2 separate regions of the Danio rerio genome follow, and region 1 is linked to region 2. A link is a contact called in public HiCAR-type data. All regions are on one chromosome and are shown on one strand. Each heading gives the region's core, a stretch centred on a gene start, on an enhancer-like site or on the middle of the called end of the contact. The rest is flanking DNA. Distances are from core to core; before and after follow the strand shown. Region 1 overlaps ppp2r3a (protein phosphatase 2, regulatory subunit B'', alpha). Region 2 has its middle 8.9 kb from the start of nceh1a.

Evidence for each region. HiCAR-type assays count read pairs that join an accessible place to other places.
Region 1: a HiCAR-type map of caudal fin shows a contact between it and region 2, with 9 times the contacts expected there. The contact joins two enhancer-like sites. A contact is called at or near these places in 8 of 18 Hi-C or Micro-C datasets (caudal fin, embryo, fibroblasts and 1 more) and 1 of 4 datasets of contacts at active chromatin or transcription factors (caudal fin).

The regions. Positions count from the first base shown.
Region 1 is chr2:28,601,398-28,604,097 of GRCz12tu, reverse strand. All of the region lies in intron 3 of ppp2r3a (protein phosphatase 2, regulatory subunit B'', alpha), which reads right to left. Among named protein-coding and RNA genes, the nearest start is that of ppp2r3a, 96 kb to the right of the region's middle. Within about 2 kb of position 1,312, at least 10 of the 62 cell types and tissues checked have an H3K27ac peak or open chromatin away from gene starts, as enhancers often do.
Region 2 is chr2:28,481,402-28,484,101 of GRCz12tu, reverse strand. No RefSeq gene overlaps it. Among named protein-coding and RNA genes, the nearest start is that of nceh1a, 8.9 kb to the right of the region's middle. Within about 2 kb of position 1,306, at least 5 of the 62 cell types and tissues checked have an H3K27ac peak or open chromatin away from gene starts, as enhancers often do.

The DNA.
Region 1 (2,700 bases), core at 63-2,562, 120 kb before region 2:
ACACGCTGTATTGTTTAACATGCTACTTTAAATATTCGGTCTGAAAAAGCATGTAAGTATGGCTTATTAATAAGCGTAATTCCTGCACCCCCCTGGCCAACCACTACGCACAGCAGTTTTAGGAAAAAACACGTGAGAGAGTAAGACCAACGATCCACACATGCATAAAATATTGCACATTATGACAAGTATTGCTAACTACACAACTGAAAATGTGCTGGATAGAATTCAGTTTTTCATTGGGAATTGTAGTATTATAAAAAACTATCCAACTGGTGAATGACATGATAGAACGTCTCTGTGATTTTTAATGTGTGTGTTCGCGTGATTTCAGGAGGCATGGCTTTGGAGGCAGGCAAGTGATTGTGTTTCAGATTATATTATGATAATGAATAGCATGAAGGCAGATCACCTACCACACATTTTCAATCTTACTTAAACAATTAAATGCAGACTGCTCCAGATTACAATAATTTGGTGAATTGTTTGTCATGACTACAAGTTGTAATTATTACTTATTATAAATTCATCTCTGACTGATCTTTTGCATGATTAGTTCACCTAAAAAATCATCACTAAACATAAAAAAACGTTATTATGGATAATAAACTTTAAAATATGAAAATTACAAATACAATATGCAATTTTGAAAACATTTGAACATTTGAAAAACATCTGAAATCTGCTGTTCTACATTTTAGGTGACAGAAACTTTCCGCCGTAGTGTAACATTTTTATTGCTTTCAAATGCATGACATAATATCAGTCTTTAGCATAATCTAGGTACTGATGTGATTTATTTAATTTGTGTCATTAAACGTACTAGATCATGTGTCCCGAATTACATAACAACACAACCATCTTTTTAATATTGACACTATCCTTTTAGCCTTTCACACAGTATTAAAGCAAACTGGTGTTCATGGCGCATAAGCCAGCCTGTACACATATCTCCTCTCTGTTATATCATGTTGAACCCAAACAGTTGGAGTGACTGGGGGCAGATGGCAGAGGCCGCAGTGGTGCAGAAAGAGAGAAGCGGGACCAGACCCATCTCATCCTCACCCGCTCTGACGCAGGACCCGCTGCCATGTGTGTAAAACGATCCTCAAAGATAAAGCTTCTAATTTGCAGTTTATTTCTGCAACAGGCACTGGGCAGACTTTAGAAACACATACAAATACCCCACCCTCACCACACACACACTGTTTGATTGAAAATAGAAGTGCCAAATGCCATCACCATAGCGATAACCCTTTACCTGGACTTCTGAGAGCCTCTGGGGAATGTGGGGGGCATGAAAGGGACCTTATTTCCTCACACACATTCGTCAGAGGGCTGAATTGAGGAAGTGGATTTTATGAGGGCCTATTCTATTCCGAGCTGGATTTCCTCTAAGAAGAGACACACGTTGGAGCCGGAGAAAGAGGTGCCATTAAAACTGCACATCACAAAAGGAAGGGCCTCTTGGAGGATGGGATGGTTTTTCTAAAACATGCAGATGCAGAATATTCCGAATGAGATTTGATCAGAGACAGAGTTTGGCGATTTGACCTCAAATCAAAGCCTCGATTAATTGAGAATAATTTACCTTGGTTTTGATTTTTGAACGATTTTTTAAAAACATTCAATATAATTATTTATTTTCTTATTCTGGAAGGTACGAACAAATACACTGGCAACAAAGAATATGATTTACATGTAGCAGAGATTCATAATTGCCCAGTCCTAATTAAAGGCATGGAATTTTGAGGATTTATACAGTAAAAGTCCATTTCTTTTTCACGCTTTGGTAGAGGAATTTAAAGTAATACATTTAATACTCAAAAACATTTTATTTTAGTTTTTTTTATTTATTTATTTATTTTTGTTTAGATGTTTTCACGTGTCAAATAGATATACTGCTGAAAACAGATAACTACATTGACACATACTTTATATACAGTTTCTTTTTCCCTACATTTGAGATTTTGAAAATCAAAATAAAACCCATTACAATCACTAATATAAATATTAATTCAACAATACAAATAAATCACCATTATTGTTATTATAACCATTATTATTATTGTTGTTGAAGTCATAAAAGGGCGGCACGGAGGTCAGTGGTTAGCACTGTTACCTCATAGCAAGAAGCTTACTGGTTCAATTCCCGACTGGGTCAGTTGGCATTTCTGTGTGGAGTTTGCATGTTCTCCCTGTTTTTATACCCCCTGCGTGGGTTTCCTCCGGGTCCTCGGGTTTCCCCCACAGTCCACATGCACTATGGGTGAATTGAATAAACTAAACTGGCTGTAGTGTTACCTAAACCCAACAACTACCTTACAAACTATTAATAAGTAGTAGTAGCAGTCAATTGAGCCAAAAGTCTTAGTTAATGGCTTATTTACAGTGAGAAATGTATATTAAAATAAAATGTGACCATAATAATAATAATTATTATCATCTTTATCTTTTAACTGTTATTTAATAAATGAAATAATTAGGATTATTAGATCATTCAAATCATTATTAGATCAAATAAATATATTGTAACTACTACTAATAGCAAAATAAATAAATAAATAAAATATAAAAGCATCTCATGTAATTACTCTACACTTGCTTTACTTATTTTAGCATTATATATATATATATATATATATATATATATATATATATATATATATATATATATATATATATATATATATATATATA
Region 2 (2,700 bases), core at 57-2,556:
AAATGAAACTAATGGAGCAGTGGTCAAATCTGTCAAAAATACACTTTTTTCCCTTATTGACTGTGGGCTGTGCACACGTCAATGCGGCTGGCTAACATTTAGATCAGTTCGAGTTTGAAAATAAAGGCAGTCTAGTCAGGTCAAACACAAGTATTATTATTTGAGGTCAATCTTGGGTCAGGTTTGAAAACTAACAGTGAGTGATTTGGCACTATTTGAGCCAGATATACATACACTACCTGACAAAAGTCTTGTCGCCTATCCAAGTTTTAGGAAGAACAAATAATAACTTTTACTTTATTATTTGGTATCAGATGTGGCTAATATGAAATGCAAAGGCCTCCTCTAGATTACACTTATTTTACCAAAATGAAATATGATCATGCCTTGATTTTTAATTATTTAATTAGGGAAGTAAGGTCTGACTTTGCTTAGATAAAAATCTTGACGCCTAACAGAAATGGTGTACGTTTTAGAAAATAAAGTCATGATGCAGTGGAAAAAAAGTTAATATTGTGTTTGAGTCCCATGAGCTTGGAGGACTGCATTCATACATCTCTGTAATGACTCCAATAACTTATTAAAGTCATCTGGAATGGCAAAGAAAGTGTTCTTGCAGGACTCCCAGAGTTCATCAAGATTCTTTGGATTCATTTTCAATGCCTCCTCCTTCATCTTACCCCAGACATGCTTAATAATGTTCATGTCTGGACACTGGGCCGGCCAAACCTGGAGCACAGCACCTTGACCTTCTTTGTTTTCAGGAACTTTGATGTGGAGGCTGAAGTATGAGGAGCGCTTACCTGCTGAAGAATTTATCCTCTCCTGTGGTTTGTAATGTAATGGGCAACACAAATGTCTTAATTCCTCAGGTTGTTGATGTTGACATTCTCTCTGCAGATCTCTCGCATGCCCTTACACTGAATGTAACCCAAAACCATGATTTTTCCTTCACCAAACTTGACTGTTTTCTGTGAGAATATCGGGTCCGTTTGGGTTCCAGTAGATCTTCTGCAGTATTTGTGATGATTGGGATGCAGATCAACAGATGATTCATCTAAAAGATAGACCTTCTGCCACTTTTCCAAATGTTCAACTAGAAGTCACTTATTATTTAGTTATTATTTGGTGCTCTTACATCTGGAGTCAACAACAAGACTTTTGTCAGGTAGTGTACTGTATTAGAATACAGACAACCTCCACTCAGACATCACACTAAACCTCTGTATTGGTATTTTTAGTGATACAGATTCACGATGACATGAAGTAAATAAATAATGATAGCAATTACATTAAACAGGTCAAGCCTTCATATAAACCGCTATAGGCATAAAATAAGAGTCATCTGTATGGAGCTTCAGTTTCATTCCTCTTGGGATGAGAAAGCTTGGTGACTCAGCCAAAGCTGCTGATAGGGGTATCAAAGAACTTTAATCTCAAAAACTCATTAAAGTTGCTCTGCTTTGGATTAGCACAGCAAGAGCCTGGACAAAGGAGTCTTTTGACTTTTAAGGACTTTCTCTGACTTCATCTGTCCTCTCTTTTTTCTGTCTCAGTAAATGAAGGTTGGCCGATGTTTCTGTGCTGATTGGGGCCAGCAGTGCAACTCCAGCCCAGAGGAACATGATGAGAGATGATGTCATTGTGAGTAAAACAATCGGAGTCTCTCATTCAGGGTGGATAAAAGATGCCCCATATAGAGAAATAAGCCCTTTTTCAATAAGCTGTAATATCATGTGAAGGAAAATAGAAGGATATTTTTATTGATTTATTTTTAGTTCTTATTATGTGTGTTTTCCCTGGATTTGCCTTAAATATTTTTGCTAATATCCATTATCAAAGCTCATATTGAAAAAAGTTGTTTCTTTCTGCAGATGTGATAAAGAGTGTAGGTGGTGCTAACTCAAATTTTACAATACATAAAATGTGTTATTTTTAAGTGAAAAGAAAAAACTTGTAACTTTTAAGTGGACTTGACCAGTGTTGGGGAAAGTTGCTTTTAAAAGTAATGCATTACAATATTGAGTTACTCCCCCAAAAAGATACTAGTTGCATTACTTAGTTACTTTTTATGGAAAGTAATGCGTTACATTACTTTTGAGTTACCTTTGCTTACTTTTACTTTTGTCTTAGTTCAGTAAAATCACTGTCCTATGAGACTATCCAACACGGCAATTTGTAATTTTTTGATTTAGTAGCCAATTCGTATGAATTTGTACGATCTAATTCATACAATTTAGTACGACTTGCTCATCCCCCAATGACGGTTGGGTTTAGGGGTGGGGTTAGGTGCCACACCTCCTTTTTAAAATCGTACAATTTCGTCTGACTGAACTCGTATGAATTCGTACGAATTAGCCACTAAACTGGCAAAACGTAAAATACTTCCGTTTTCATGCCAAGTGTTTAAAATAGTGAGAATACTTGGCTCTGCCATCTTAGTTTTTGCTTGTTCCTGAGCTAATTTTCTCATTGTGATTCAACTTGATTAATTTTAATTCAGCAAACTATTTTTTTAAAAGCATATTAAATAATCTAAAAAGTAACTCAAGTTACATTTTTTATAAAGTAACTCCAATATTACGTCTTTTTTTAAAGTAATGTGTTAGAAAAGTCACTTAGAAAAGTAACATTATAACATAAATCACTTTACTTTACTTGTAATGCGTTACCCTCAAGATTTTGGTAACACTTTACAAT